4 separate regions of the Mus musculus genome follow, and all the other regions are linked to region 1. The links are chromatin contacts, called in public HiChIP or PLAC-seq maps. All regions are on one chromosome and are shown on one strand. Each heading gives the region's core, a stretch centred on a gene start, on an enhancer-like site or on the middle of the called end of the contact. The rest is flanking DNA. Distances are from core to core; before and after follow the strand shown. Region 1 has its middle 60 kb from the start of Ccl1. Region 2 has its middle 17 kb from the start of Gm24612. Region 3 has its middle 23 kb from the start of Gm24612. Region 4 has its middle 56 kb from the start of Gm24612.

Evidence for each region. HiChIP or PLAC-seq counts read pairs in DNA pulled down with a chosen protein or histone mark.
Region 2: a contact with region 1 is called in a RAD21 HiChIP or PLAC-seq map of pro-B cells, with 12 times the contacts expected there. The contact joins two enhancer-like sites. A contact is called at or near these places in 4 of 15 datasets of contacts at CTCF or cohesin (embryonic stem cells, hippocampal excitatory neurons, large pre-B cells and 1 more), 88 of 484 Hi-C or Micro-C datasets (the 63-12 cell line, B cells, the Ba/F3 cell line and 47 more) and 3 of 115 datasets of contacts at active chromatin or transcription factors (astrocytes, embryonic basal ganglia and large pre-B cells).
Region 3: a RAD21 HiChIP or PLAC-seq map of pro-B cells shows a contact between it and region 1, with 7 times the contacts expected there. The contact joins two enhancer-like sites. A contact is called at or near these places in 2 of 15 datasets of contacts at CTCF or cohesin (large pre-B cells and pro-B cells), 10 of 484 Hi-C or Micro-C datasets (cerebellum, cortical neurons, embryonic stem cells and 3 more) and 2 of 115 datasets of contacts at active chromatin or transcription factors (embryonic basal ganglia and large pre-B cells).
Region 4: a RAD21 HiChIP or PLAC-seq map of pro-B cells shows a contact between it and region 1, with 5 times the contacts expected there. The contact joins two enhancer-like sites. A contact is called at or near these places in 2 of 15 datasets of contacts at CTCF or cohesin (large pre-B cells and pro-B cells) and 6 of 484 Hi-C or Micro-C datasets (the C10 cell line, embryonic fibroblasts, embryonic stem cells and 2 more).

What each region holds. Positions count from the first base shown.
Region 1 is chr11:82,238,071-82,241,057 of GRCm38.p6, forward strand. No RefSeq gene overlaps it. Among named protein-coding and RNA genes, the nearest start is that of Ccl1, 60 kb to the left of the region's middle. Within about 2 kb of position 1,586, at least 9 of the 459 cell types and tissues checked have an H3K27ac peak or open chromatin away from gene starts, as enhancers often do. A contact at or near this core is called in the P5424 cell line and pro-B cells, where this site is marked.
Region 2 is chr11:82,612,178-82,615,164 of GRCm38.p6, forward strand. No RefSeq gene overlaps it. Among named protein-coding and RNA genes, the nearest start is that of Gm24612, 17 kb to the left of the region's middle. Within about 2 kb of position 1,539, at least 4 of the 459 cell types and tissues checked have an H3K27ac peak or open chromatin away from gene starts, as enhancers often do. A contact at or near this core is called in the P5424 cell line and pro-B cells, where this site is marked.
Region 3 is chr11:82,571,709-82,574,695 of GRCm38.p6, forward strand. No RefSeq gene overlaps it. Among named protein-coding and RNA genes, the nearest start is that of Gm24612, 23 kb to the right of the region's middle. Within about 2 kb of position 1,568, at least 4 of the 459 cell types and tissues checked have an H3K27ac peak or open chromatin away from gene starts, as enhancers often do. A contact at or near this core is called in pro-B cells, where this site is marked.
Region 4 is chr11:82,538,815-82,541,801 of GRCm38.p6, forward strand. No RefSeq gene overlaps it. Among named protein-coding and RNA genes, the nearest start is that of Gm24612, 56 kb to the right of the region's middle. Within about 2 kb of position 1,502, at least 9 of the 459 cell types and tissues checked have an H3K27ac peak or open chromatin away from gene starts, as enhancers often do. A contact at or near this core is called in pro-B cells, where this site is marked.

The DNA.
Region 1 (2,987 bases), core at 336-2,835:
TTAAGCTGTTTATTGCCTCGGCAGTAACACGGGGAGTCTTTTATCCCTTCAGTTTCTTTGAGTTTTATCACATCTTAGGCCACTTTTCCATTTAATGGAGTGTCCCAGTTCATCAAGTGCCTGGCCAACGCCTTTTAAACAAACAAGCAAGCAACATTTGGTAGGAGCTTTCGAAATGTCAAGGCTAGACCTGGGCTTTGCCTCTGAACACATCACCCTCACTTTGCGCTCCCAGGTCCATCCAGGCTGTACTTCCTGTCTTGGCTGCTGCTACCTCCTCCAAGGCCTGCCTCAGGGAACTTTTCCTCCAGGACACCTTCAACAACTTCCTTGTTTACACTCATGTTTGCTTCCCTGTTTCGCCGAGGCAAAGCTCCTCGAAGACAGAAATTCAAACTTCTGCATGCATCCTGCCTGACAGGGAAGGGGATGCTCATTTGTTTCCAGGTTAATAAACTTGAAGTGAAAAGAGGTTTTACTGAGGAGCTGGGAGGGCACACTATGTGCATGACTGTGGGAGCTATGAGGGCACACTATGCACATGACTATTTATCAGTTGGCTGCTGATACAAAACAACCACAAGTCCCCAGTGGTTTGTATCAATGAGTATTTGGTATCTAGGGTATATTCAACCAAGCTGACTTGGAACTGATCTAAATTCAGCTGTGCAATTATCCACTGGGCCACAGTAGCTAAGCAGCCCCGTCCCCCCCCCCCCCACTAAAGCAGTGGTTCTCAACCACTTGAGAGATCCTCTCAGCCTCTCTCACTTGAGAGAGCTCACAGTCCCTTGGAGAGGATCAAATAACTCTATCCTAGGGGTGGCTTAAGACCACCAGAAAACATATTGTTTACATTAGGACTCATAACAAGAAGCAAAATTATAGCTATGAAGGAGCAACAAAAATAATTGTATGGTTTTTGTGGTTGGGGGTCACCATGATGTGAGGAGCTATATTAGAGTTGCAGCATTAGGAAGACTGAGGACCACTACTTTAGAGGATGGAGCTGGAGCTCCTATCCTCTACCCCAGACGGTGGGCTGGCCAGGACATAGGCATCGCACAGCAGTGAAGGGGAACAAGAGGGATGCCTGGCCACATAAACCCACGTCATGCCCATGTTTGTGTGGCATTGCTAATATATTGCAGACCAGGACTTGAAAAGCCCAGTGGGGAAGCCTGGAAGCCTGGTCCTCACACAGCAGAGCCATAGAAGGGAGCAGGTAGGGTGCTCAGAGAAGGGACCAAGGTTTTGACTGACCACGTGGGGTTCCCATCACACGGCACAGGACCCCAGAGTGATGAGGCCCCGGGAGGGATGGGATCAGAACTGTTCAGTTCTACACACTTTATTCAACTTCACCCTGACCCAGTAAAAGGAACACCTGCATTAACTACCCAGCAGCAGGGACAGGAAATGATGTGAGCCCTTGAGTGACAGCCCAGAAGGCAAGCTGAGGGTCAGAGCTAAGGCTGAGGAACAGAGTAAAGTCAACTTTGGACACCTGCTCGCTCTAGGTAAGGGTGACGTGGGGGTGGGGACAGACCAGTGTCTCTTCCTGCTGGTGACTCTTTCCTGTCCCCACCCTCCTGAGAGTGTCATTGCTGGTCAACCTCTACCCACTTCTTTCTCCTCAGTGTGGAAACTCTGAAACCTTCCCTCTGAACCTCGAGTCAGTCAGTGCCATTAAAAACACCAACGCTTTGGGGCAGAGGTGTGACTAGAAGGAGGTGGCTGGCAGGTAGGAGACTCTCTCTCCATAAAGCCTGGAACCAGATACTGAGAGTTAGCCAGTATAGCTGGATAATACAAAAGAGCCTTTATTGGGATCAGAAATGCATGGGTTCCAATCATGCTCCCCCCACCCCACCCCCATTGGCAAGTTGAATAACTAAGGCAACACATGAACTCTCTGATCCTCCAAGTTCTTGTATGTAAAATGGGTTATCATAACCTTGTGCAGTGCTGTGAGGGGTGCCCCAAAAGCTAGAAGAACATACCTGTAAGGCACCCAGCATGGTGCAAGGGCCAACACAGGACCTCAACATGGGCAACATATTGGCTACTTTCCTTTTGCGTGTTTTTGAGGCTCAACTGTGGATTCTCTCTGTGTGTCTGTCTCCCTCTCTGTCTCTGTCTGTCTGTCCAGCGCTCTTTCTGTCTCTGTCTCTGTCTCTGTCTCTGTCTGTCTCTGTCTCTCTGTCTCTGTGTGTGTGTGTGTGTGTGTGTGTGTGTGTGTGTGTGTGTATGTGTGTGTTAGGAATCTTCAAGGCCTTGCTACCTCCAAACCCGCCCCCAAAATGCATATAGTTAAAATACCTGCCAAGGATTTAATAACTTCATCAACTAATTCTCTCCAGATCCAAGGTCTATATCCGGCCAGGGCGGTTTGAAGCCCACAGACATGACCCAATTGTTCTAAGAATCCACCCCTCCCCTTCATCAGCTCTACAGACAAGGCTCCTGTCCATTTCCAATTACCCATCCCTCGGAATTTTTTTTTTCTTCTTTTCCTTGTTAAAGACCAATTTTACAAAGCACTTCAGCGGCTCAGCCGTTTTTATCATCATCATTAATTTTATTTCCCTTCTCATTTATTAATGGGCCAGGCAGCTTTCAAGTATCTCTCTTGCCCTGGTGTATTTGTGAAATGCCCTTCTCATTCCCTCTGGCGGTCCTGGGGCTCTCCACAGCCTGCATTTCTTCCCTTGGCTGCCCTTCTGTCTCCCCGAAGCCTTTGCTGACTCCAGATCTTTCTTGCTGGGCACCCGCCTATCTTCTGCCACCCGCCATATCTCCCTCTCTATGCTTAGTGCAGGTCTGGCCCCGGGAGGTCTCTCTACTAGGGCTCACAGGGCTCCATCCATAACTGGGGTGCCAGTTAAGCTGCACACACTCTGGAAGCAGAGGGACCCACTTTGTCCATCCTGGCAGTCAGAAGGAAGAAAGCAGAGGCCCACAGATTCTCTCTGCACACTACCACC
Region 2 (2,987 bases), core at 289-2,788, 370 kb after region 1:
TGGAAGTTGGCAGCATCTCCTTTGTGGCCACCATTTTTCTGGCCTTGATCCAGGTTGTATGTCCACCCTGGGGATTCTGGGAAGTGTAGTCTACTGTGTAGTCAAAAGAGGCAGATGGTCTAGATGCAGCACCATTTCTCTGGGCTACTGGGTGACAAGAAGATGAGGGTCCTGGGTTCTCAGCAGGTACAACAGAAGTGTTTTTAGAGGGTTTGAGCTTCATGTCCCATACACTCAGGATACATATGTCACTGAATTCCCATGCAAGGACAAGGAAGTTAGAGGACAGGGAAGAAGTGTTCTTCCTGAAGCCAGAGAGCCAGGCTCCAGCACCCATGTTTCCACCCCAAGGTTGTACGCTGCAGGATGTCTGTGTCCTGCCCCAATTCCCTCACACTGCCACCTCATGCATCATAGACACAGCATCCACTAGTTGCTGAGATGTGACCACCTAGTGTCTGCCATGCAGCAAGAACATACAGGACTGTCTAGAGCCTGTGTCAGGAAGAAGGCCATTTTTGTCCCCTTTTGTGATTATGTAAGACTAGCATCATCATCAGCTCATGATGTCTCCAGCTCTAGGCTGGGGGACTTCAGTTCTCTGGGTCCTCAGACTCAGTGAAAGGAAGTACAATTGACAGATCTGGGACCTGGTAAGATGGCTCAGCACAGAAAGGTACTTGTACCCAAGCCTTATTACTGGAATTCAATGCCTGGGACCCACAGGATGGAAGGAAAGCATCAACTCCTACAACTTGTGCTCTGACCTCCATATGGGCACTGTGGTGCATACGCATGAACCTGCACACATGCACATAAAATATATACCTAAATAAATGTAATAAAACAATGGACAGACCTGCCTCCTCCTGGATGCCTGGAGTGGGGACAGGCACCATGTAGGTGGTCATGTTACTGCATGGGGCCGTGCTATGGCTTCTCCTCTGGTCCCCAGATACCACCTTCTCCCCTTTACAATGCTGTCACTCACCCTGTTTGAACCCTTCATAGCTTCTTGCTACCGTCATGACAAAATCCCAACCAGTCCTGCTGACAAGATTCCCCCCAGCTTGCTCTGGACAGCGCTCTTGGCTCTAAATGTTGCTGCAGCACCAGGGATACATGAACGCATCACTGTTTCAAGCCCTCTAGGACTTTGTCCAAGTTACTTCCTCTACCCAAATTGTGTGAAGAGATACCATAGCAAACTCTTTATCTATCCTCCAAAACCCTACTCATGTATCATCTTCCTGGAGGCTTTCTTTACCATCTCCTCTCCCCCAACACAAACTAAAATAATATTTCACTTACTTATACTTCACTAGTTATAAAATGTACCATTTAATTATTAGGTGTTGCTTTTCATAATATTTAGCATTTGTTAACTATACTAATACTATAGCCCAGGCATTTTTCTAAACATGTATCGTTTTTACTTCAAGTATCCAAACCCATAAGCTGGGTCTGTTAGTTGTTCCTACCTTAAACCTAGGCAGGTTTGCCACTGCCTCTACCACTAGAGGGCAGCAGAGGCGACACTCAGCAGCTAGGTTATAGAAGGAAGTCACTTCCTTCCTCCTACCCACCCATCCATCACAAACCGGCTCCCCGTGCACCCCCCCCCAGTCACCCCCCCCTCCCAATTCCTGTTCCCACCCCGTTCCCCTGCTCATTCTCTCGATACTTTCTCTTCAGACTCACCTATCACCAGTCAGAATGTGCCATTCAAAAAGGAGTCCCAGCCCGGGAGCTGCATGAGCTAGCGAATGAGGACCTTCCAGATGTTTCCAGCCACTTGTACCACCTTGAATATTGAAGCTCTCCATGGTGGAGTAGGAGCGAGCACCTCACAGCGCCCTTTCCCAATTCCCATCTCCTGCTGACAGACCCAACCAGAACCGAGGAAAGGGTGATGCTTGGACGCTTGCTACATACAGTACAGTAACAATTACACCAGGTCACAGCTGCCCCATCGCTTAGATGAGATGGCCGAGATGACAGCCTGAAGCAGTTGGTTCTCTGATTCCACCATGCGGGTCCTAGGGATCAAAGTCCAATTTGTCTGGAGTGGCAGCAAGCGCCTTTACCCGCTGAACCATCTCGTCTTCTAGCATCAGTTTATTTATTGCCCCCTCCCAACCCCAGTGGGCATATACTGTTTATTCCCATAAGGAAACCAGGTCACTAAAAGGTCAGGAGACTTGACCAAACCAGCCATGGTAGAACAGATCTGACCTTCATTTTCTGTCCCCACCTTGAGCGTTCAGCATAACATACGGCTATGACCACAGAGTGCTCAGCAAAGCACATGACCTAGGATTGTAAACCCCGATTGGTCAAGCCAAACGAGCAGCTGGGTATGTGGGCCCAGGGGTCCCAGAGGGAGGCTAAGCCCTTCCTCAAGCAGTGGGGAAGCCCCTCCCTTCACTGGAAGTTTAGCATGGGTCCTGAAGCCCGGCACCATGAGGTCCCTGGAGGTACTTGCCACCTCCAGTTTGGCTTGTCATTTCTGTCTTGTAGGAAGAAGAGACCCAGGTCTGATGGCAGTTATTTCATTGAGATGTCCGCGCTTTTCGCGCCCACCCTTTAAAGCTGACATAAAAGTATCCAAAGTGGGGAGGGCTTTTTACTTGGTGTCATAAAAGCCATTGGCAGACATTTTCCTGGAAGGAGAGAAACAGCCTAGAATTCCAGTGACTCACACAATCTGGGAGTGTCTCCGAAGCTGGTGTGGGCATCTGAGGGTTACCGATGGGCTATAGGAGGCTTTAGGCTCCTGGCGTGAGAAGACTGCAGCTGGGCCCGCACAAAGTGATACTTAATGCTTTTGAGTTCAAGAGTGAATTAGGAATGCTCACAGGCCTGGCTGCCCCCATGGCAGGAGAGACATTGGTTGGAGCATAATGTGGCCTAGATTAGAACTGGACCATGAGACACACTGAGTCATGCCAGTCTCAGTCTGAGCTTTTGCGATTCCTGTTTCTCTG
Region 3 (2,987 bases), core at 318-2,817, 330 kb after region 1:
CCATGGTCTTCCAGGCTCTGGCGAAGGACAGCTCTTTGCCAGGAAAAAGTAATTGAAAAGAATCACAAGAAATAAACACAACTGCTCCCTCCTCCCAACCAGCATTCCAACTGGATTAGAAGAAGATCCTGTGACCACAGCGTCCCTCTGAGGCCACTTGTTCAAGCTTGCCATTGTATTAAAACAATGAAAATTCTGCCAAAATTGGCTTACAAAAAAAATGTGGTATATATTACATCTTAACATTTAACAATTTAATATTTAACACAAAAATTACAATGTAATATAATTGCTCTATTAACAAGGTAATTACAGGTTTATTTTTAATTAGTTCATAATATGCTACAGATGGTGTGGTTGGCCGATAGGACCAAGTTTAACATTGCAAGAGGAAGAGGTTTTTTTTTTGTTTTGTTTTGTTTTTTTCCATCCTAACAGTTAAACTCTGAGCCATGGAACTAGGTGCAACTGGAATTGATCTAAAGACATGAATTCAAGCCAGTAGGCAGGGACTAAACATTTCTAATATCCCTTTCCCATGCCCTCCACAGCAACCTGAGCATGAATCCTATGGTGCCTGAAAGCAATGAGCAGAAAAGAAATTTCTCAATTAACAGCAAAATGCCCTCAGACCAAATAAGTAGACTGAGGCTCTGTGTAGCAGACAATGCTGGGTTTGGAGTCTGGAAGCTATTTCCAAACATACCTCTTCAAGGGAAGATTCATGGGACTTCAGGAAAGGTCATAGGGCTCCCTCCAAACCTGGGCAGGAAGCAGGGCTGGAGATAGGTTAGGGGACACGTGTGACTCACTTGTGACATAGCCATGTGAGTGCCCGCCCCAACTGTCTTTCATCTCAAAGCCTGGGATGGGGCCCAGGTGCCCACAGTTGTTGCAGGCGTCATCCCTTGGTTGGGGGCAGGGAAGAATTCAGGATGAGACCAGAGACTGGGTTAAGAGGATCTACCTGAAGAAGGAGGTGGATATCCAAGAGGCAAGACCACGGCCCTCTTAACCGCTGTGCAGTGACTCTGCCTTTCCCCTGGATTCAGCTAAGTCTCTCCACCCTGGTGGAGCTCTTAGGGAGTACTGGACACACCTCTTAGATGTCACTGCTTCTCGCCTCAGTGGCTGCTCCCTTCCAGAGACTCCCTCCTCCTCAGGGCCACTTCAGCTCCTTTCTAGCTCCTCTGCCTGGTTCCTAAGTCTCAGGGTGACCAGCTCCAACCTTCCATGTGAACCCCATTTCCAGAGACTCTAGAATTCACATGGCCCTTCTTCACTTATGTGCTGGCCTGAATTATGCATGACTTTCCTAGGTCAATGGCTTCCCAGTGCAACCAAAACAGAACCAAATGGCACACTATGTTATGCCACCCAACAGGTTCCCTGGAGAGACCCTACCTATGACAGCAAAAGGCGTGTTGGAAGTTTGCTCAGATGATGTATTCTCAGGATCTACCAGTAGGGAAAGAAGGAAGCGAGACCCGAACTGCTGATACCACCACAGCCTAGCAGAGCCCACAGGAGATACACACAGCTGTCCCAGGCAGGGAGTCAAATGTAAGCTGTTTTTCCCAGAAGCAAGGCATGACCCCTGCTGGACCAGGTGGCTCTTCTTCAGCTCCCTGTGGTTTCCTGAGAGGGACTCAGCTGCCCGGGGATGACTGCCACCCATGCAGAGTCCAGTACATACAACTGCAAGGCTGGTATGACCTGCCTCACCCCCAGTGCCTCTTTCCCCACCTCCCCAACACCTGCTGTGCTCTGCTCTCCCACATTGACCTTTATCTGGCCAACCTCAAGGCCTCTCTGCTTTTGCTGCTTCCTCTGTGCCTCAGTTACCTCATCTGTGAAGTGGGTAAGATAAGCATTCCTACCTCACACCCTGTTGAGGCTTCCCCACACCACAGAGGCATTACACCTTCAGAAGTGACAGAGGATTGGAAGGAAGGAAGTTTCCCTCCCTTCTCATTAAAGCATGGCTGTCCTGTCTCCAGGCCTTGTCTCCAGAGCCACTTTCTCAGACACGCCCTTACCACCCTTGCCAGGCACGTACTCACCCGATCTCCCAAGTTATCTTACTCATAGTACTAACAGTCCCTAATATAGTCATATTACTTTGCAACAGCCATCTTCATTGGAGGTCATTTTGTCCCCCATGAGACCTAGGAAATATCTAGAAACACATCTGGATATCACATCTAGGCAAGGAGTGCTGCCAGCACCCATGGGTAGAGGACAGGAGTGCACAGCACAACCTCTACAGGTGTCCTCAGAATGGAGGCTGGGATGTCCTGTCTTCCTGTTTGCTTTGCTTCCTCCTGAGAAAGTCTGTCTCATTCTCTCTCAGGCCCACCATGTTCATATCTTGTTAACTGGCAGAGCCTACAACAGCCTTCATGTAGCAGAGGGTCTAAAGAGGTTTGCAAAGGAGGTGACCTACTTTTCAGCTACATCATCTTTGTTGTTGAAATCCATTTGCCCTTTGCTCTTTTGTGAAGCAACAAACACAATCATGGAACAGAACCAGTCGCCATGGGCATGCCTCTAACCACAGCATTCATGAAGCAGAGACAGGAGGATGGATGCAAGTTTGAGGCCAGTTTAACTTACATAGCACATTCCAGGGCTACATAGTGAGAACCTGCCTTCAAAATAAAACAAAGAAGCCATTCATGTAACTGGCTTGTACCAAGATCGTCCTTAGACCCATATTAAGGTGACAGATGTTCTGTATACTTGACCTTTGAGACCTGCTCACACATCACTTCCCTGTGAAGCATGCCCCGACCTTGCCCTGTAACTCCTACCTTCACTAAGCCATCCCTGTCTCCACTCTCTCTCCAACCCCAAAGCCCCAACCCGCTGAGCGGCAGTGAAGTTAGCTGGAAATGCCAGGCAGCTCTTGGCCATGTCGGATTCCCTCCCACGTTGGTAACAAATCATTTGCAAAGGGTCTTCTGCCTTCCTGAGATGACATTCAT
Region 4 (2,987 bases), core at 252-2,751, 300 kb after region 1:
CTCAACCGCAGCAGTGCATTCTGGGAGGGCTGGTTCCCAGGGCAGAGACTGCAGATTTCATACTGAAAACCAGCAAGATCAGTAGGTAACAATCAATAACCTATCCTGACATGCCAGGTACAGGAAGGGACATCCATGCTGCAGTCCTGAGCATGGGGGTTCTTGGTCCCAATCAAACAGTCACCAAGCAGTCCATCTTGATGACTGAGCACACAGGTCTGAGTCCTATGCACATACAGAGAAGCAGGGGTCGGGTGTCAAGCGTCTGCTCTGGAGGATGGAGCTGCCATCACATAGAGGGGTGGATAGATAATAGACTGCCAAGCCCTAGCCCAGGTTCCTCATTCTGTACCCTGGGCTGGAGCCAAGCTGGTACTTTAATGCATGCTGGACTAGACTATGCCTTTGAGAGCCCCAGTTAAAAAATGGATCAGCAAATTAGATTAATATTCCCTGTGCTCTGGCTCCTCCCGGTAATAAAATTATAAGTCCGTTCCTTTTGCCATAAGACTGGGTAGGACACATGATTCTGCCCCACTGGGCATGACTACCAAGCTTACTCTACAGATTCCATATTGAAAATCAGCAAGATCAGTAGGCAACGATCAATATCCTATCCTGATACTGTGAGGTACAGGTAGGGACATCCATGCCATAGTCAGAGGCCTTAATGGGCCACTTGGACTTCTGCAGTCTGCCATGGAAAAACAAGCTTTGGAGAATTGCCGGCCCCAGAATGAGGGTCATGGGCTTAGACCATGGCTTCAAACAGAGCTGCCCCTCCCCCAGCTGAAGCCTTGTTCCTGAGAATGGTGTTTGTGGTTCTAAGTCTTGAAGACCTGGGATTATTTGTTGTTATATGGCATTATTATAGCAGAAAACTGTCAGATTCAGGGGCTTTTCAGGACACGCCAAGGAATTGATTTCTACAGATAGGAGCTAAATGTAAAATAGATCCAACTGGGCAAAACTGGAGACAAGGAGGTTAGGTGGGAGACTGTTGCCACATGAGATAAATAATAATCACCGGGAGAGCAGCAAGATGGATCCATTCGTGCAGAACAGGAACACGAGACAGTCCATGCTATCCTCAGAAAGACCACCACAGGACAAGAGCAAAAGAAGACACAGCTACCCCAGCACCCACTGCCTCACCTGACTCAAGCCCTGTTGGGCTGCAGTCCTGGGCAAGCTGTCCCCCAGAGAGCAGCTTAAGAGCATCGGGGTGAAGTGGGTGTTGGGAGGCTGAGAAGCAATTTGTGACTTTCTCTGATTTGTTTGGTTCTAAGCCAGTCATAGATGAGCTTCGCCCACAACTGGTGGTCTTTTAATTTAATTGTGTGGTGCTGGGCTGGCTCCCCCCTCTCTAGCAAATACATCAAAATTGTCACATCGTAAATAAACAGCCCTCTTCTCCCACGCGACACCCACCATCCCCATCACTGGCATGCAAGCACAGCTGCAGCTGCTGCAGGAGGGAAGGAAGGCTGCAAGGGGCTGGGTCCCTGGAGACAGTGGGGGCTTGGGTCCCTGGGGACAGCTGGAACTGGGAGAGCCTCACAGCCAACTGGGTCCCTGAGGAGGCTCAGGAACCACCTCTCTGAGGCTTTTCATCTGAAAGTGAGTCTTAACCTGAGTCAAGTTAAATCATAGCTTCACCCTGGGCTATAAAGTGGGAAAGTATTTGAGGAAATACAGAGCATCGCCAGGTGTAGCCTCAAGCCTTCAGCAAGCTCCCTCTCTGTGTGATCTTGGGAAAAATTACTTAACCACTCTCTCCCTTGACAACCTGATCAGTGAAATAGTGAGAATAAGGGAGACCTGCTCCACATTGTTCTAAGATAAATAAAAGGCCTGGAACAGAGAAGTGGGGGATAGTTGGTCATGTTACAGATGGGAGAAAAGAGGCTTGGGTATCCCCCAGTTCTCAGGCTCCTGAGCAACAAGAGGGGGAGCAGCCTTAATGGAGATCTGACAGACAAGAATTCTCAGTTGAGTTGTCTCTCTGGGAAAGCACCCCTTCCTGTGAGATTTTTACCCTGTATCCACCCATATGCACAGGAATAGTGAGGGGCCTGACCTGACCTGAGAGCTCTCTGCTGATAATGATGGGCCATGAGAAGTGGGTGCCACTTGCCACTGCTGCACGCTCACAGGGCAGGAAAGGGTTAACAGCCTTTTGACTGGGCACAGGAGACAATGGTAAGATAAGATCAGATCAGAAATTCCTTCTAGGAATAACAATGACTCAGCTCGTACTGCCGATGTGCCAGGAGTAGAGCTGTGAAGAAAGCGGACTATGGGCCTCCTTCCTCAGAGCATCCATTCCATGTGCTGTGACACAAAGCCTATGGGCTCCAGCATCAGGCTTTCTGGCTTTGGCTTTGGATCCACCATCTTTCTGAGCTTTACAGAGCACTGAATAGCTTCCCTAGCCCAGGCTCCTCGCTTGGGGCATACATGCCTGCCTTGGCACTTTTAGTGTGAGAACCAGATACCTTCCAGCTTCCAGCAGGCCTCCTTAAGGGCTGGGTTAGGTTTCATGCTGTTTCAGTTATTTGACAGAGACTTCTGGCTGCCTACCTTCTTCACTGGTAGCAGAAACCCTCCGTTCTGACGGAACCTCCAGAATGGATCAGATCCCCCAGCCTCCCTTGCATCTCAGTTTTGGACCGCGGTGTAGGAGACCTGAGTCTGGCATGTGCTCTTAGAGCAGGTGGCAATACGGCTGTCCAGCTCCCTGCTGCCTTTCTTCCTTCCTGCTGGTGGAAGGCCAGACCCTGGTGGACGGTGCTGAGTCCTGGTGACCACACTAAGAAGGGCAACAGCCTAGGGAGCAGTGAAGCAAGCACCCCAGGACACCTGTTACACGGGACTGCTGGTGAGCAGCCTAGGGTCTTGAGAAGAAAACAAATCTTGGATCTTGCTGAAGCCACTGTCACTTTGACTTTGGATTCCAGTGATAATGGGATCTGCCACCTGCAGCA